Linked DNA regions of Mus musculus: region 2 is linked to region 1. A link is a contact called in public Hi-C data. All regions are on one chromosome and are shown on one strand. Each heading gives the region's core, a stretch centred on a gene start, on an enhancer-like site or on the middle of the called end of the contact. The rest is flanking DNA. Distances are from core to core; before and after follow the strand shown. Region 1 overlaps Tmem132b (transmembrane protein 132B). Region 2 has its middle 8.4 kb from the start of Gm23151.

The links. A called contact is a pair of places that touch in the nucleus more often than the background predicts.
Region 2: a contact with region 1 is called in a Hi-C map of cortical neurons, with 2.3 times the contacts expected there. The contact joins two enhancer-like sites. A contact is called at or near these places in 9 of 484 Hi-C or Micro-C datasets (cerebral cortex, cortical neurons, gonadal supporting cells and 3 more).

The regions. Positions count from the first base shown.
Region 1 is chr5:125,704,169-125,707,112 of GRCm38.p6, forward strand. All of the region lies in intron 4 of Tmem132b (transmembrane protein 132B), which reads left to right. Among named protein-coding and RNA genes, the nearest start is that of Gm32811, 58 kb to the right of the region's middle. Within about 2 kb of position 1,368, at least 41 of the 459 cell types and tissues checked have an H3K27ac peak or open chromatin away from gene starts, as enhancers often do. A contact at or near this core is called in cortical neurons, where this site is marked.
Region 2 is chr5:126,396,585-126,399,528 of GRCm38.p6, forward strand. No RefSeq gene overlaps it. Among named protein-coding and RNA genes, the nearest start is that of Gm23151, 8.4 kb to the left of the region's middle. Within about 2 kb of position 1,372, at least 4 of the 459 cell types and tissues checked have an H3K27ac peak or open chromatin away from gene starts, as enhancers often do. A contact at or near this core is called in cortical neurons, where this site is marked.

The DNA of each region.
Region 1 (2,944 bases), core at 118-2,617:
GAGGACTGAGAAGAGACCTCAGGTGGGGAAGCCAGTGTGGAGCTGGTGCAATGGTCCAAAGAAGTGATTTTACCAAGGGCAGTGGCTGTGACAATTTACTCATTCATTTTTTCCATTCATTCATCCATCCACCTATCTGTCCATTCATCCATCCACCTGTCCATCCATCCATCTATCCATCCATTCACTCACTCCTATTTATCCATCCTCTAATACATCTATTCACGTATTCATCCATTCACCCACCCCTCTATCTATCCATCAGTTGAATGATATACTTATCCCTACAATGGACCATCTGCATCTCCATTGATTCCTTCCTTCCTCCAAAGATGCAGTCATCATTTTATCTGTAGATCCATCCACCCCCATATCCTTCCATCTGTCCATTGACCCACCCCCACCCATCTATCCATCTGTTCATTCATCCACTGATCTATCATCCTCCACTTATCTCTCCATAAATCCACCGATTGATACAGCTCTCCTTCCGTTGAACCATCATCCATCCCTCCATTGATTCATCTGATTTCCTTTATGAATCTGCCCGTTGATCCATCCATCCACCTATTATCCATTGTCCATCCAACTATAGGCCAACCCATCTATTGATCTTTCCATCAGCCCATTCATTTATCCATCTGCCCATCCATCCATTGGTCCATCCATCAATATCCCTCAGTCAGTTGATTGATCCATCCATTCACTCGCTCACCTCCATGTAGCAAACACTTGTACAGTATACGCTGTGCACTGAATTGATTGCTTTCTGATAAATAGAGAGAAACAGGAGCAGGTGGGAATTTTGAGGTGGATACAGTAGGTCTTGGAGACCATTCTGTCTAATGTCTTCAAATCTAGAAGATCAGCACAGTTGGTCCCAAGCTATAGAAGTCTCCCCCAGGGGCGTCACACACAGAGATGGTCACAGCCCTGGATGCTAACACCACCTTCTGTAGTAATTAGTGCTTTCTGCCTCCTTCATGGGTCAGAGATGCTAACAAATGTGCCCATTTCTCTTCTTGCCCTTCCTTTTAAACCTTCCTGAATGCGAACGCTCCCCCTTCCCCTCCACACTGTTCCCCTTTTGGGTTTTCCGTCCAGCTACTGAGCTTTGAGTATAGAGATTTGTTCCTGTGGGTGGCTTGGAGTTCAAGACAGCAACCCACCATTCAACTCCAGCCCTTAAAACTAAAAAGCCCCAACTCTGCACATGTAGATAAAAAACACATTATCTTTCAAAAAGGTTGAAATGAAAAAAAAATGAACACACTCAGTGAGTTTCTAGGCAACTGGAACCACGGGCTGAGCACAGGCTGCGAGGAGATAATCAGCCTCCCTTTCAGTCACGCTGGCTGAACGCTTCCAACACGGCCTGGGCACAAATGCCTCTTTCTTTCCAGTGGCGTTTGGGTGCTGGCAGTGCCAAGCACTGTCCCAGAGGATGGTGATGAATAAGGCAGGCAGGGTCCTGGCTCCTCAGCCTGACAGTTTACAGATTCAGATAGCTCTTCATTTCAGAAGTGAGGAGTGTCCAGGAGACTTGGATGAGCAAGCCGGAGACTGGGGACAGGCTGAGCAGTGCTGGAGGGACGGGGAAGGAGTCCTCCTAAGGCCTTAGCACTTGCTCTGAGAACTAGATGAAAATGAAAGAGGCAGCCATAACAACCTGTGGAGGAAGAACGTTCCAGACAGAGGGAACGGTACATGTCTTCAGGCAGAACTTAAGTAGGGCAATTTAAGTAGTCAGCTGCAATGCAGAGGGAAGCTGGAGAGTGCTAGGGACTGAGAGGTCATAAGAAGGTGGGATAGGTTGGCTGACATTGGCTCTCAGCTCAGGGGGCTTCTTTTTTTATCAGTTTTCTCTTGCTGCTGTAACCAATGACCTCCAGTAGAGTGGCTTTCACAATACGAACTGACCTCGAGGCTCTGGAAGTCAGAAATGGTCCTTACATAATAAGATCAAGGTCTTGTGGCAGGGCTGAGTGCTTTCTGGGAGGTTTTTTTTTTTTTTTTTTTTTTTTTTTTTTTTTTTTTTTTGGTGGGGGTGATGGGGTGGTGGTGGGAGTTGGGGGAGGCAGAAAGCCTCACCCAGGGTGTGCTTTCTAGCTCACACATTGCCAGCGTTCCCTTAGGTATAGACCCTTTTCACCTGAATGATAGGAGGTCAATTCCTTACCTCTGCAACCTGACTTAGTCACATCATCAATGATCCTTTCTGCATGTCCTGAGATGAAGGCATAGGCATCTTTGAAGGAGGAAAAAAAATTTTATCCTTTCAACTTCAGTGGCTTTGGACGGTCACCTCATTAGAGTCACTTAACAACCTACAGGAGACAAGGGTTGTAACACCCATGCTCTGAACTTGGGGCTTAGATATGCTACAGCCCAGTGCATGCCACCACTGACTGCAGGGAATGAGGTTCTGGGCACCAAGTCTTACAGGCTCCCATGGCATATGCAATCAGCCACACAGCGGTATGGGATACATTCTGTTTACCATATAATGGTATGGGCTGCACTCTGCCTACCAAGACAACAGCAGTTCACATTGTTTATTTTGACTCACCTTTCTGGAACCATGACATCCTAAGTCTTAGCTATTCTGCATGCTTCTTTCCTTAAACCACGCCTGCCTGAGACACTGCAGGAGACCATGCCCACTGCTGGTGGCTGGTGCCTAAAATGAGCTGCAGGCAGGTCTGTCTTCTAGGTTCTCCTACATCGGGGAGAGCAGAGGGACTCTGCATGCGGTTGCACACAGTGGCAGCCCTGGACACACCCACACTCTCTCACTTGATTGACCCAAAAATCTCAAAGCTGAAATGAGCAGTTTTTAGTCGTCAGGGACTGTGCGTGTTCAGTGAATGCCCTTTAAAAGTGGCTACAAACAGAAGGCACATGCTTACGAATTCTGCATTCTGCATGCACATGGCAGAGTGGG
Region 2 (2,944 bases), core at 122-2,621, 690 kb after region 1:
TCCTTCCTTCCTTTCTTTCTTTCTTTCTTTCTTTCTTTCTTTCTTTCTTTCTTTCTTTCTTTCTTTCTTTCTTTCTTTCTTGTCTTTCAAGACAGGGTTTCTCTGTGTAGCCCTGGCTTTCCTGGAACTCACTCTGTAGACCAGGCTGGCCTCAAACTCAAAAATCCGCCTGCCTCTGCCTCCCAAGTGCTGGAATTAAAGGCGTGCGCCACCACTGCTTTCATGTCACCTTTGTGATTAAGTCTAACCACTTAGTGGATGAGGGTCACCTTAACATAGGCTGCACAAGGTACTCTAAACTGTAGTTCACACAATAATGTGTTTAACTAACTGTCCAAGTTCTCTTTCTGTTGCTGTGATAAAACACTCGGATCTACAGAGGTTTAGGAGAGGGACGAGTTTCTTTCAGATAATGGGTTAGGATTCATCATTGAGAGAAGTTCGGAGAGGAACTCAAGCAGGAACCTGGAGGCAGGAACTTGCTCCAAGAGGAAGAGGAGGAAGAGGGTGAGGAGGAAGAGGAAGAGGAGGAGGAAGAGGAAGAGGAGGAGGAAGAGGAGGAGGAAGAGGAGGAAGATGATTGATGGCTTACTCTCAGGATCATACTCATCTAGCTTTCTTATACAGCTCAGGACCACCTACCCAAGGAATGGTGCCACCCACAGTGAGATGGACCCTCCCATACCAATTACCAACAAGCAAAGTCACCCATGACCAGTTCTATCTAGGCAATTACCCAGTAGAGACTTTGTTCTCAGACGACTCTAGGCTGTGTCAAGTTCAGGACACCAGTGTACACTTGAGGCATCTTCATTGTCCTTTAGCTTCAGGAAGAATGCTCTGGACTTAACATTTTGAAAATTTTATCCTTAATTATACCCCTGTTTGTGACTCACTTCACAAACCCCTAGAAATCACAAAGTGAACCTGTTCTTCATAATTTTGTCTTTTCCAACGCGTCACATATGTTAAATTATTCTCATTTAGTATCCAGCATGCTTGATGCAGGTGTTTATACATCAGCAGCAACTGCTTTTGTCATTGATGCATTCATTTCAACTTCTCTTCCTGAACTATTACCATTATTTCAATATTGAGTGTTACCCGACATAAATTTTAAAACCTTAATTTTTCTTAGCAAAAAAGAAGATAAGAAATCAATCCATATTTAATCATGGTAGGAATTCCTTGATGAGGGGCAGGACTCATGCCTGCACAGGTTTGCCTGACTCCCCAGCAGTCGAATGACATTCATTGTATGGAGCTTGCCTGCAGTATGACTTGTGGCCTTTCCATCTTACTGCTGTTACCCTGCAAACATTCCCCAGTGTTCCTCTGCTGTGCAAATTCCTACATGCACCAGGCACCACTGCTTTTTATAGATGCTTAATTATTGCTTTCAAATGAGGAGCCTTGTTACCAAGAAGCAATTGGGTAGAGTGACAGGGAATTTACAGACTTGCTTGAGGAGCGATTTGCATAGCTTGGTGGTGTATGAAATGTTAGGTGATTCCATACAGGTTAAAATGGGGTGCATGATGCTATATTCAGAGCTTAAAAACATATTTAGCTATAAAGCTATGTCTCAGGCTACCACTGTTCAGGAATTGAACTCCTATTCACATTGGCTTGGGGGCAGGCCTAAGACTTGCTATACTTATGTCAATTATTTGGTCACCTATATAAAATTTTAAAATGAGATAATTTGTCACCTTGCACAAATAAATGACAATATTCAGATATAAGATTTTATTCACCCTTATGGCAATATGTAACAACAAAGAAATCTACATCCCAAGTCTTCAGATTTCCACTGAAATCAGGAGAGAACTGGGACAGGAGTCCAAGTACTAGCTTTCAAAACCACTCACTCTTGTTTCAAATAAGACATGCATTTTCATCTGCCAGCCACTGCTAACACATATTCAGTGAACTTCAACATCAACCTTGGGCCTCCACATGATCACACAGGTGCCCAAACACATGCAAACATGCATATGCACACATTCACACACATACCTTCAAGTGTGTATGCACAGATTCACACATATCTGTGAACACACATTTTTATATATGTATGTGCACACGCATGTGCATGCACACATATATATGTGCATACATATACACTGTGCAAAAATATATGCACACATTCATATATACACATGAAAACGCACAAACACATACACACATGTGCACACAGCATGCACACATGTGCACACATTCACACATACATAGACACATGGCAATACACATATGCAAACACACACACATATTTAAACATTTATATACATGTGCACACAAATGGGAATGTACTCTCTTTTACACACACACACACACACACACACACACACACACACATTGTCATACTGAGCTTTCTGTTACTGTCATAAACATTATAACCAAAAACAACTTGTAGAGGAGAAGGTTTATTTTCACCTTACAATTCATCATCCAAGGAAATCAGGGCAGGAACTCAAGGCAGGAACCTGGAGGCAGGAACTGATGCAGAGGCCACAGAAGGATACTGCTTACTGGCTTGCTCAGACTGCTTTCTTATACAATCTAGAATCTCCAACTGCAGGTGACACTACCCACAGAGGACTGAGTCCTCCCATATCAGTTAGCAAACAATAAAATGCTGCTCAGACATTTCCATTGGTCAATCTGATGGACATAATTCCTCAATTGAGATTCTGTCTTCACAAATATATCTTCTTTTGTTCAAGTTGACAAACACACATACACACACACACCCCAAAAAAGAATGCAAAGAGAAAAATTCAAGAGGGAGAGGGGGGGCAGGAAGCCATTGATATGCAACAGGCACAGCCCCCATGTATTTTAACAAGTTTACATGCAATTATATTATTTAAAACTAATGTGCACGAACGAATTATTTTCCCTAATAGCAGAAAATGAGTTTGTGATGCTCTGTGAATATCTT